Linked DNA regions of Mus musculus: regions 1 and 3 are each linked to region 2. Evidence: chromatin contacts called from public Hi-C and HiChIP or PLAC-seq data. All regions are on one chromosome and are shown on one strand. The core of a region is the stretch at or near the end of the contact, and the rest is flanking DNA. Distances in the headings are between cores, read along the strand shown.

What was found. A called contact is a pair of places that touch in the nucleus more often than the background predicts. HiChIP or PLAC-seq counts read pairs in DNA pulled down with a chosen protein or histone mark.
Region 1: a Hi-C map of bone marrow-derived macrophages shows a contact between it and region 2, with 8 read pairs. The contact joins two enhancer-like sites. A contact is called at or near these places in 1 of 484 Hi-C or Micro-C datasets (bone marrow-derived macrophages), 1 of 115 datasets of contacts at active chromatin or transcription factors (microglia) and 1 of 9 other capture datasets (embryonic stem cells).
Region 3: a contact with region 2 is called in an H3K4me3 HiChIP or PLAC-seq map of bone marrow-derived macrophages, with 5 times the contacts expected there. The contact joins two enhancer-like sites. A contact is called at or near these places in 1 of 115 datasets of contacts at active chromatin or transcription factors (bone marrow-derived macrophages) and 1 of 9 other capture datasets (embryonic stem cells).

What each region holds. Positions count from the first base shown.
Region 1 is chr10:16,750,314-16,754,557 of GRCm38.p6, reverse strand. No RefSeq gene overlaps it. Among named protein-coding and RNA genes, the nearest start is that of Gm20125, 340 kb to the left of the region's middle. Within about 2 kb of position 2,822, at least 13 of the 459 cell types and tissues checked have an H3K27ac peak or open chromatin away from gene starts, as enhancers often do. A contact at or near this core is called in bone marrow-derived macrophages, where this site is marked.
Region 2 is chr10:17,682,131-17,686,321 of GRCm38.p6, reverse strand. No RefSeq gene overlaps it. Among named protein-coding and RNA genes, the nearest start is that of Gm32543, 3.3 kb to the right of the region's middle. Within about 2 kb of position 2,076, at least 57 of the 459 cell types and tissues checked have an H3K27ac peak or open chromatin away from gene starts, as enhancers often do. A contact at or near this core is called in bone marrow-derived macrophages, where this site is marked.
Region 3 is chr10:17,033,843-17,038,051 of GRCm38.p6, reverse strand. All of the region lies in intron 1 of Gm20125 (predicted gene, 20125), which reads left to right. Among named protein-coding and RNA genes, the nearest start is that of Gm20125, 60 kb to the left of the region's middle. Within about 2 kb of position 2,926, at least 51 of the 459 cell types and tissues checked have an H3K27ac peak or open chromatin away from gene starts, as enhancers often do. A contact at or near this core is called in bone marrow-derived macrophages, where this site is marked.

The sequences.
Region 1 (4,244 bases), core at 1,573-4,072, 930 kb after region 2:
ATCAAATATAGCAAAAAGACAAAATTCATTAAAGTGCATGACTACAGCATGTTCTCTTCACTTCTCTATATTCACTTCTTTTTAAAGTTCTCTTATGCTTTTTCTGTTTTTTCTTTCTTTCTTTTTTTTTTTGTTTTTGTTTTTGTTTTTGTTTTTCGAGACAGGGTTTCTCTGTATAGCCCTGGCTGTCCTGTAACTCACTACTCACTTTGTAGACCAGGCTGGCTTTGAACTCAGAAATCTGCCTGCCTCTGCCTCCCGAGTGCTGGGATTAAAGGCGTGTGCCACCACGCCCGGCAGGATGAATTTATGAAATTCCTAGGCAAATGGATGGACCTGGAGGGCATCATCCTGAGTGAGGTAACACAATCACAAAATAACTCACACAGTATGTACTCACTGATATGTGGACATTAGCCCAGAAACTTAGAATACCCAAGATATAAGATACAATTTGCGAAACACATGAAACTCAAGAAGAACAAAGACCAAAGTGTGGACACTTTGCCCCTTCTTACAATTGGGAACAAAACACCCATCAAAGGAATTACAGAGAAAACGTTTGGAGCTGAGACAAAAGGATGGACCATCTAGAGACTGTCTAAACACTGACACCATTGCATACACTAGCAAGATTTTGCTGAAAAGACTCAGATATAGCTGTCTCTTGTGAGGCTATTCTTGGGCCTAGCAAACACAGAAGTGGATGCTCACAGTCAGCTATTGGATGGATCACAGGGCCCCCAATGGAGGAGCTAGAGAAAGTACCCAAGGAGCTGAGGGGATCTGCAACCCTATAGGTGGAACAACAATATGAACTAACCAGTACCCCGCGGAGCTCGTGTTTCTAGCTGTATATGTATCAGAAGATGGCCTAGTCGGCCATCAGTGGAAAGACAGGCCCATTGGTTGTGCAAACTTTATACGCCTCAGTACAGGGGAATGCCAGGGCCAAGAAGTGGGAGTGGGTGGGGGAGCATGTGGTAGACTTTTGGGATAGCATTGGAAATGTAAATGAAATAAATACCTAATTTAAAAAATTCTCTTCTGTTTTAGAGTAGATTATTATCAAAAGTTATTGGTTTGTAAAGAAGTGATCATTTGATGTCTGGCACATTTTGTGCCATGAGTGATGAATGTCCCTGCTGCAAAGCTACAACAGTTTTTTTCCCACAAGGGTCACTCTGGCAGGAAAGTTTGAAAGACAATGTGCAATATAAGTTCTAAGGGGATGGCAGAAGAAATACATGCTGGAACAATATATTCAACAGTGAAAGACAGAAATAAGTAGTGAGCATTGTGGGAGGTGGATAGCATATGGTTTGGTGATTCAGTGCATGTGAAGCAATGATGATGACTCTGGATACAGGTGAATAGATGTTGTTTTCCTTAAAGAATGCACAGGAGTGTGTGACGGGGCAGAGCTGGCTTTGAAGAGTAGATGACGATTATATCATCTATTATTGACAATCTCTCACTCTTGGGTGATGCTCAACGTGGTGTGTAGAGGAATCTAAGGAAAGAATGCTTCTGCAGAGTGGGGCATTTATGTGAGAGAGGACACTGGAGATGTTATTCTCCAAGAAAATACACTATATTGATCACTGAAATTAGAAAAATTACATTTTTAAAAATAGAATCACAACTTCATTCCTGTTAACTTGTCGACTTTCTGTCATAGCCTATACTCTGATCTACAGAAGAGAAAAGTCATAGTCTGAGTAACTGCCCAACTTTGACTTCAGTATGTGTCAAAGTTGCTTTGGCTTAGTAAAGTCCCATGCTCACTTTTGCTTCTGGGTCATTGTATACTTCATTATAGCTACTGCATCTAACCCTTTCATTCTCTATCCCTTCTTTCTTGACCTCAGGCCTCTTTCCTATTTATTTATGTTTCTCTTGTAGATTAGATTCTGACTCATTACCCTTTGTCCCAAGATGATATATGCTCCTCAGTTAGGACTCAGTTTTTGTTAAAGTTACAAACCAGCATTCAATGTAGTGCCCAACAATTACTACTTAATTAGCACATGTTAAATATTAAACATAGTTTAAGACATTGAACATGGAAGCTAGAGCTTAAAATCAAATATTCTCGAGGCTTCTTATGCATGTATCTGTTGCTTTACAACATACCAATGTGTCTCTTACTAGTTAAATACCAACAACCACATGTTCATGAATCAACTCCTCCTTGATAGCGGTTGACCAGTTTTCCTGCCATAGTGTTCTAACTTTAATTCTAGTGTTAATTTGAACAATATTCAGGCTACTAAGGCATTAGCAATTTTGCAATCTGTCCCCACATTAACTCTTCCACCACAACCTAATGATTTGTTTATTTAACTGAGGACTAATTTCCCCATTAGGGCCTATTAGCACCTCAAAATTGGCTTCGCCAGCCTGGTAAAAGCTGATGACTACCAACTATTAGTAGTTTGTTAGATCCTGTATAAAAACTTCAACAGAAGAGCTGCACACTTCAGGTTTATGGATTGATCTGGTTATAATGTTAGAGAGGGCAAAATCATCTTCTCAATTTCTCAAATGCATAGAGTTTTAAAGAAGTTTCTGGAATTCATCATTTCCCGAAGTGTGGGGGTCCTGTAAGTTCATCAAAGTAAATAAAAGAGGCCTACAATTATCTAATCACATGGATGTGTATCATAAAACTATTGAAACTGAATTCTAAGTCTTTTATGGCTAAAGTTAAGGGTGGATTGGCTATTGAATTTACTTTCTATTTTTCTAACATGTAGCTCTGTGCTTAAGAAGATGAAGAGGAAGTGAGAGGAAAGGAAAAAAAAACAGAACTGTTGACTGATGACCTTTTAAATGGATCAAAACAATCTATTTATATCCTCAGAGAACTGCTCCCTCATTTGACAGCATTTCTACCTCTTCATCATATGTGGCCTTTCTAAGCAATCCATTTTAATCCTGATCTAAATAAGGAAAGTAAATGCTGCTTAGGATCAAATTTACAGTCCAGCTAAATGAGAAATCCATTAGGTGGGATGCTCTGCAGAAGAGGTCTTACTGTGACCATCGTTTTCTCTTTCCTGGTATCAGCCCTGCCAGGTATCCATTGAGCTTAACACTCCTGCTAAGTGTATCATTTCCTCACCTATCAGTCCCTTATAGAGAGCTCAAGGAGAAAATCTCTTTGTACAAATATCTTTCCTGGAGCAAACTTCAGCATGACTCCAACAGATTGCAATCTTCTTGTGCTAATTGTTTTTATCACTAATATCATCACTATATGTATACAATCTAAAATGAATGGAAAATGGGACAGCATCTGCATGTTGTTGCATTATTATTTTCCACAACTAAAGCTTGTCTGAGGAAATTTCAGATTAAGTAAACAAAAGGAAAGCTCTTTTTTTTTTTTTTTTCTTTTTTTAAATCACTAACAATGTCTACCTCGGTTCCTTCTACTGTTAACAGGAAAAAACACCCAGGTGTAGACATTGAACTTGTATAGATTGGCTGGCCAGCCAGGTTTTATCTCACTAGGCTCCTGTTCTTAGAAACAGAGACAGCTGATGCTGCAGAGAAACCTTAGGTCACTGAGGTGAGGAAATCTCAAGTAGATTTCCTGGGTTGTATTTCTTTTCAAGTATTTGCTCAAAACGATCTTAAAGATTTTGAGCTTTTTATAGGTTCTTTCTTTTGGATCAGAAAATTATAAAACCATTGCAGTGTGCGTTGTCACCATAGACCATAGCTTTCTAAGCAAGACTCTCAAGAAAGCCGAGAGGCACTATAGGGAACAAAAAAGTCTGTGAAAAGGCATATCCAGGACTGTTATCTGGAAAACAGAGACTTCTGGTCCACCTAATTATAAGGAGAGGGCAATTAAAAATGAAATGTTAACAAAATCTATTAGGACTGAAGCACAGTTGGGCAAACAGTGCTATTTATTTGACAAATCTGATGAATAAATATGAAGCCAACCTCCTATATTAATGTGGATGGTGAATAATTTGATTGGAGTTATTAAGACCATTAAAACTGATTGCTTTAAGATTTGTTGTTATTCTGTTAGATTAAAAGATAAATCAATGTCAGCTTGTTCCTGGCCCTTTCCAACTAAATCAATCAATGACCGAGTGTCTGCCTTCTGTTTCCAGTCATTTAGATTTCATTTTCACAGGCTGATTTTTGTGCCCTTGAAGGTTCTATTAGCTGAATATATGTAGAATGTCTGACAATGGCACTTGTCTCATTATAGCTCTTGA
Region 2 (4,191 bases), core at 827-3,326:
AAGTTGCATTTGCTTCTTTATTGTGTATGTATGTGCACATGGAGAAGTCTGAGGGCAATGATTTGGAGTCCTTTTTCTTCTATCACCATGTGGGTCCTCAGGACCAAATTCAGGTTTTCAGGTTGATTAGCAAGCATTTTACCCACTGAGCTACCCGACCAGCCCTCACTGTATTTGTAGACAAATGTATCATGTACTTGGAACATATACCTGTGTCATTTATATCTACAGAGGCATCAGAGTATATACATATATTTGCTTGGTTCACTTTTTGAAAACAAAACAAAACTTCTCTGAGTGCGATGCACGGATTTTCATTATGCTACCTCTTGTGAGTCTGCCACTGCCTCAGTTAAGGTTAGTGTGGATTCAGAACTCATCCAAGCACCAGAGGCATCATAGTGGTACTTCCAGTGAGAGTTGTTTCAAGCTTGTCTGCTCAGAACTTCATCTGCCACTAGTTTGCTCAGTTACCAAGTTTGGATGCTATGTCTCTCACATCTGCCTGTGTAGACTTGGTGAACCAAAATAGTTTTGTGTAGTCAGCAAATCCCAGCACCTTGCTATTTAGTCCATTTCAAGGGTGTTAATAAAATCCTGGAGAACACTGCTTTCCTATTGATTGCTGGCACGCCACTATTAACTCCTTTCTGTGTTGAGAGTGGGTCATTTACTCTTTCAGTCCCTCTATCTCTTAACCCACAGTTAACTCATGATTGACAGCCCTCTACCTCTTACCCAGTGTTTGTCAAGTTTCCTTAATAGTCTCTTGTGTGGGACTTTATCAAAAGCCCACTGAGAGTCTAAATAAATTAATCTACTACTTTCTCCCTATCTACCTTTTTGTTGCCTCCATAAAATCCTGTATTAAAAAACAAAACGTAACAAAACAAAGGTACATAAAGAAATAACAAACTCCAAATGTTCTCCTAGTATTGTATTTACTATTCTATCTATAATACTATATCTCTATTACTATTATATCTACAGCTACTTTTTCTTCCCTTAAAATTACTTTTCTGTAGGTGTCAATCCTGCCCGCCATTGAGCTTTTGCAAGCTATATTCTCCGACACATATTAATGATGCAATACCACTGGTAGGACTCGAGCTAGTTTTCAAAGTAAATAAATTCCAGTGGTTGGCTATTTCTGCCTGCAACCCTTTCTTGCTAACGCTTATTTATTTACCAGCTTGTCAAAAATTCCAGGGAAGTGAGTTTTTTTTCCAATACTTCTCTATATATATGGTTTAATAGATAAAATGTGTTGTCATGACTACGTTCTGGGAAAATATTTGAATTGCATTCGTTCTTCTTCAAAGGTTCCTCACCTTCAACAGAAAAGAAATGGAATTAAAGACAGCATGAGTGTGTATGATAAACAACATACCCCAAGTATTCCTTTGGTCTAACTGTAGGTCTGTTTTTGATGGTGCTATCAATGGTGGATGTTCCTCACTGAGTTGAGGCCATTGACCATGGTGGAAACATGAAGCACACTGAGGAGTGCTGTGGTTTGCATGGGGTCTGTATCCCAAAGGCTCTTGTCTTAGGGGCTTGGCATTCAGGCATGGTTGTGTAGAAGTAGTTTTTGTAATGATGGAAGGTGCTATGCAGACAATGGAGTGGGGGTGAGGGAGGAGTGTGATAGGGAGCCATTAACTGCCTTACCCAACAGCACACTCTACAAAGTACAGCAGCAACATGCCAGGCAAGACTTGCCCATTGGTGCAGTAGAGGAGCATGTCTTTTGGGTAAACAGCTGCTTGTGACTGGGTTTGCTTCACAGGAGGTACTCACACCAGGTCATCTAAACTTGGTCAAAAGCCCATGTGTGGGGAAGTTCTGGGTCCATGCAGAGAAGGTAGTGCTGTTGTTTTGCTAAATGGACTTAATATGCCTGATGAATTGCCTTCTGAATACCTGTGTTTATGTCTATAGATCAGAGCTGTCTCAGCTTTGGGCACAGCTTGGTTTGGCATTGGGAGGTTGTTACTCCAAGGTTCAGGTAGAAGAGGGATCAGAAGTGAGAGAGCCAGAGGAAGTGTTGCGAAATGCTGTCTTCCCAGTGTGATGCCTGGTGTTGTACTCTTGAACTCTCAGCAGCTGTGATTACCTGCACAAGATTGGACTGGTCGACTGTCCAGCATGGAGTGGGGGGTGGGGGGTGGGCAACATGAGGCTTTGCTGGTAAATTGCTCTGTGCTCCTGTAAACAACTCTAAATTAAACTCAGTGAGTCAGCGAGCAGTGAGACGAAAGCAAAACAAAAACCTACCCGAAAGTGGAAGAGGAACCAGATGGGAAGAGAAAGAAGATCGATAGGAGGGGGAGTGGCCAAGAGTAGAAGATAGGAGGTGAATATGATCTAAGTGTATTACAAAATGTGTGAAAATGTCATACTGAAACCATTATTATAGATAATATATGCTAAGTAAAAACTGAAAAATAAAAAGCTATGTAGGAAGTGTTAGGCCATCAGGAGCACAGGACAGCAGAGGACCAGGGATCTCATCTCCTATGAGAGTGAGTTGATAGAAAAGAACCAACTTGACCCCAGACTTTGTCTCTGGCTTTCCACTTTGATGTATAATCTCACCATGCACTTGTCTGCCATGATGGCATTCACCATGAGGTTATTTAGTTAGGGGAGCCTTGCCAGAGCTGACATATTGATTGTCACTCAGCTTCTGTAAACAGCAAGTGATAGAAATGCCTTTTCTTTAAAACATGGTGCCACTAGGGTTTTTTTGTTTATTTGTTTGGTTGGTTAGTTGGTTTTTTAAAGTAGTAATAGGGAACTAATATAGGAAATTACATATTGATATTTACATTTACATAGCTTTTGTGCTTCACAACTACCTTGTTATTATGATTTGATTATAAACTAACTGATTTAAGAAACACCCTTTGCCTTGGGCAATGGAGAATGGTACCCACCTGGGTTAGAATGTGAGCTTTCAGGTTTGCCTTCAAAGCCCTGTTTGTTCTTTCACACTGCTATTGTGTGCCTCTGTTCCTTTGAGCTGTGTGTGTGTTAAAGATTTAAGCAATTTTAAAAAATTATTTGTAGCATCTTATATACTATTGATTTCAAAGTCTCCTTAGAAGACATGAGGAGCTAAACGTGGAAGGGGACATATCCTTGTCCTATTGTATCTTATACCTGCCAAATCTTCCCTTCTTGAAGTGAAGGACATTTTCATTTCAGATTAATATTAAGACAACATAAAAAGAATTTTGCTCTCTGAGGCGAGCTTTTCGTCAACGTTTCAACAAACCATTTATACTTTTATCTTTTTTTTTTTCTACAAAAAAAAAAGTTTCCCTCATTTAAATTGTCACAGCTTGGGAGCCCTGCCTGGAATACATAATAACTGCTTGTAACACTTAAAATGAAAACAAATTTACCAAGAATGGCGGAATGACAACAAAGAACAAGAAAAATGTAAGTCCACAGAAAATAGTCTCTCCTACGCATATATTTTCAGCACCAGGAATTTTTATTGAAATTGCTGCTTCCTGTACGGCTCACCCCTCAGCATCTGGATTTTTCCCCCCTTGGTCGTGGGGAGTGGGGATTGTAAAACTCTAAAGACCTAAAGAGAGTGGTGAATCTTTCTTGAGTGGTGAATTAGTCAGGGTTCTCTAGAGTCACAGAACTTATGGGTGGTCTCTATATAGTAAGGGGATTTGTTATGATGACTTACAGTCTGCAGTCCAACTCCCCAACTGGTCAGCTGTGAACGGAAGTTCAAGGATCTAGCAGTTGCTCAGTCCCACAATACAATCAGGTAAAGAAGATGGAATCTTCCTTCTTTCAATGTCCTTATGTAGGTCTCCAGCAGGTGTGGTCCAGATTAAAGGTGTGTACCACCAGGTAGAATCTAAGCAGAACCCCACTTGAAAGATAGGGTAGAGCCTCTCCCAGCCTCAGCAGGACACACTACTGTTTGGTAGAACAGAAAGCCATGTTTTTCATCTCTGATTTCTTTGTACTAGATACAAACAGCCCCCTTCTCAGTGTGACAACCACAGACATCCTTCTTCAGACATTGTCTCAAATTTCCAAGTTGGTCAGCACTTGGCCATAGAGGCCAGGCTCTGGGAATATAATTCTGGACTCCAGTAGGGGCTTTGACAAGCCTGCCTCTTGCCCTCCTGGACATCTCTCCCATCCACGGTCATGCTG
Region 3 (4,209 bases), core at 1,677-4,176, 650 kb after region 2:
CATAAGTAAACCTGAGCATTTGGTGGCCAGTTTCTTACTCCATGAGGAATGAGTACTAGTGAGTTTTGCTTAAGTAATAAATCACTGTATAAGAAGATTTGTCAGAAGAAAATGGTGGGAAGCTCTTGAAAAGCAAATCTGGGAATCAACTAGTCAAAATACTACTCAAGGGCCATGGAGACGAGGGCACTCAAATAAAATGCCCAAATTATTCACCTGTCTACTAAGTTGAAGTGTGAAGAACTTGAGAAGTTGCTAGGAAGGCTCACTTAGACTCAGAAGAGCCCTGATGTCATCAGAGATGGGCAACCCCTGAAGAGGTCTTTAGTTATAAGTAATAAGGATGCTCTTTGGCCTGTGGTCCTGGAAAGGAGATTTGCATCCCACGATCGGATGGATGTAATGCTTCTGCAGTAGATGAGGAGACCCCAACACACCCTGCAATTGAGCTGGATAGCCTTAGCTGTTCATGTTTTTTTTTTTTTTTTGTCTTTGGGCAGTCCCCTTTGAAACTGTCCCAAAGATGTGAATCCTCATCCAGGAAAATTTTATTGTGCCAGTTTATAACCACATTCTTAGCATTAGCACCACAAGATAAATTATAAACCCTAGCCTTTCAAGGTATTTATTTCAGTGGTTCCAGGAAATCTTTCAAAAATTCTTATTTAACATTTTAAATGATTGTACTAATTTGGCAGCGCATGAAAACACAGAGTGGCCCTTTCATTTGGGTAATTCCCTGAATTAAGCCAAGTTATGACACCAAATGCACTCTGTGGAAAAGAATGTTTATTCTTGCAAATGCTGAACTTGATGCTCCCACTTGAGCCAAGAAAATTCCAAGCTGTTCTTCGGTACCACGAAGAATCTCTGTTTCTAGTTCTGTTGAAGTAATTGCTTTTCACCAGTCTTCTGAGGGAACCATATTAAGAAATGTAGAAATGTTAGGAAAGAAATAGATGCTTGATTTGGCCTTGTGTTTGAGAGAGTCATGATGGTGCCAGAGAGGAGTAGAATTATAAAAGAACAACTTAAGAGAGGTTCCTTAGAAAACTGGGTATGATGTGGCCAAAGGCAAATACATAGGTCAGGACAGACTGTGACTAGAGAAGGCTATAGTCCCAGTTTTCTTTCAGGCCTTTGTTTAAAAAAAAAATACACACTAGGGAATTTTCTAATAGATGCTATTCCTTTTTATATCCAAAATTATAAAACTGTTGGAAAAATGATAACTGTAGATGCTCAAGGAGAATAAGACCAGGATGCATTGATGCTCTCAAGAGAGCTAAGTTTTGTGATTAACAGAAGGTAGAAATAATTAGTGGTTGCTGTTAATGATGTATAATGATCTCTGGAAATATTCGTCTATTTTGGATATGGTAGCTATATCTTAGCACTAGTGTATTGTGGGTAACAAACAGGTATTAACTTTGGCTCCTACTGCAGAAATGACTCAAGCAGTTGAATGTATAGGATCAAGCATCTCATTCAAACTCACAAAGAGAAAATGCTATGCTTCAGGGAAAGGTGGCCAGGTACCATATCTTTGTTGACAACACATATTTCAAAGGTAAAAATCTAAGGTCCTTCCAAGTGTATGTGTAGGATTTCAGAGTTTCTTCACTTTAGGTGCTATAAAGAAAGGTAAATGTTTTACATACGAAATGTGCTACCTGTTGCCTTCAACACACATCTGCCATAGTTAACACATATATGAATGTGACCCAACACTTTTATAGAGGACTATTTCCTGTCACAATAACAAAAAGTTAGACAAGACCAGCACTGTGTAATGTCAACACCATTTGCTCTTCCTGCATGAACTCTGAGAACTCCTACTTAGAGTTATTGACCAGAATAAGTAGCTAGTTGGATAACCCAGGTTCAATAGTTTTGTGGCGTGTTGAGGCTGTGCCTTGTTTGGATTAATTTTGCTAATCTGTCATCACATAGTAACTGAAGCTGTGCATCATGGTGTTTTCTATAATGTTATGTAAAATCTCGGATGTGGAAGAAGCAGAGATTTTCCCATCTGCCCACATTTGAGATGTGTGGGAGCAAATGCCAAGACGTATATATCTATTAGAGGATTAAAAAAAAGTAACAAAACATGTGGTCATATTGTTAAATGTATTCTGGGGCTATGGTATTTTTTTTTACAAGCGTAGCCTTATCATTGAGCAAACCTTTGGATCTGATTTTTGAAGCAGAGATGAAGTTTTCTGTTACATAGGAAGAAAACCACTGTGGGAAGTCAACTTTATTGTCCACAAAATCAAAGCAATAAAATTCAAAAAGTGTTTTCTTTTCTTGAGTTGTTAAAATTCATAACTTCCAAAAACAGCACATTTTTTATTTTTCTCCTCTCAGAGTTCACCAAGTAAGACAGACTGTGCTGGGCCATTACTGTTCTCATCAGTTTAGATTTATATGATGCATACACCCAAGTGAACATCTGGACAGTTAGTGAATACATTTCATTTGAAGGTCCTTGTAGCATGTCTTTTTTTCCCCTGTATATAGAACACCCCTTTGGAAAACAACATAAATAGGAAGATAACATTCAGCTCAAGAGAAATATTTTTAAAAGTAAGAATTACTAGAAACAGGATTATTGAGAAATTTTATTACACACAATAAAGGTATAAGCAGGATCATAAAGCACCCTAAGGATATAAAATGTGCTGACAATTTGGGCTTTATCTTGCATCCAGGAAGACAGTGAACTTGAACTCATTTGTGACTTCCAAGGCAACTAGCTGTAACCACAGTGTCTAGTGCCTCTCAGGCCCCAGAGGATATTTTTCAGCCTGGATAAGTATTTCATAGAGACATTTAAGCCAGGCGCTTTATGTAGTAGGATTGGTGATTCAGTGTATGGCATTTAACAGTGTGAGTCAGAATTAAATGGATGTCTCACTATTATAGTTGTGGAGCTAATGGAAGGGCCACCTCTCAGATGAGTCATTGAACACAGATCCTGCTCTGGGCCACTTACTAAAGCTTGTGCAATCATTTTCCCAACAGCGAAGATGATAACCTTGATGTTCTGCCCTTTGCAAGTTCAGATGATCAAGCTGCTCATCTCTGTGTTCCCCAAAATAGATCTGAGCTTCAAAACCACCCTTTGTCATCATTCATTATTCCTTCTTCCTTCCATGCTACGTCTTTATTCATTGCATGTAAAGATGCAATTACAGTGTTTTAACTCTTAATGCACTCGGGCATGAGTAAACTGCCCTTGGATTTATAACCCCACTTTGCTCCAAAAATATTTGAGGAAGCTTATAAAAGACACATGCCTGCTACAACTATCAAAGCAAGGACAAATGAATGTGATTATAAGCTATGTTAGGTCGAGAATGAATTTAGAGGCTAAAGATAGCTTCGGAAACTGAGCCTCTCTGAACTTCCTGATGTATCCTTTGGCTTGCTTTTTAAAGGTCAGTGTGTTATTTAGCATTTTTCATGTAGAATAAAAGCTAATGAAGGAAGCTAGCACCATTATTGAACATAGTTTATCAACCAGATTGAAAGTTTATTATTTTTATTGTTATTATTACCATTATTATAATTATTTGGCAGTTAATCAGAGTGGCATATGAGAGCTGATAAACAAGATAAGCCATCAAAGGACAGAAAACCAAACATTTGTCCTCGTTTTTAACTAGGTCACTGGTCAGCAGGGTGAAATGAATTATGTATTTCATGGGGTCTTACTGGGAAAACATAAGAGAACGGATGTTAATAGAATCTTAGTATTACTACGAGTATGGAAAAAATGTAGCTATTAGTACATGTATGGCCTGATATTTCTCTGAGGAATTGTAAAATATAGGTGGGAAGTAAGGTTTTAGCAGGCTACTCCATGTCCATCCCAAGTCGGCAATCTCAAAGTTGAACTCAATAGCAAAAGGGTACCTGAGGCCCTGATGTGTCTCTATCTCTGTCTATCTCTATCTCTCTTCTTTTTCTCCATGTCTAATTTATCTATCATCTATTATCTATCTATCTATCTATCTATCTATCTATCTATCTATCTATCTATCTATCTATGTATCATTAGGACTGATCTCTTCTTAACTTCTCAATTCCTTAAAAATTAATAGAAGAAGAAGAAAAGGAAAGAAGAAGAGCCGGGCATGGTGGCGCACGCCTTTAATCCCAGCACTCGGGAGGCAGGCAGATTTCTGAGTTTGAGGCCAGCCT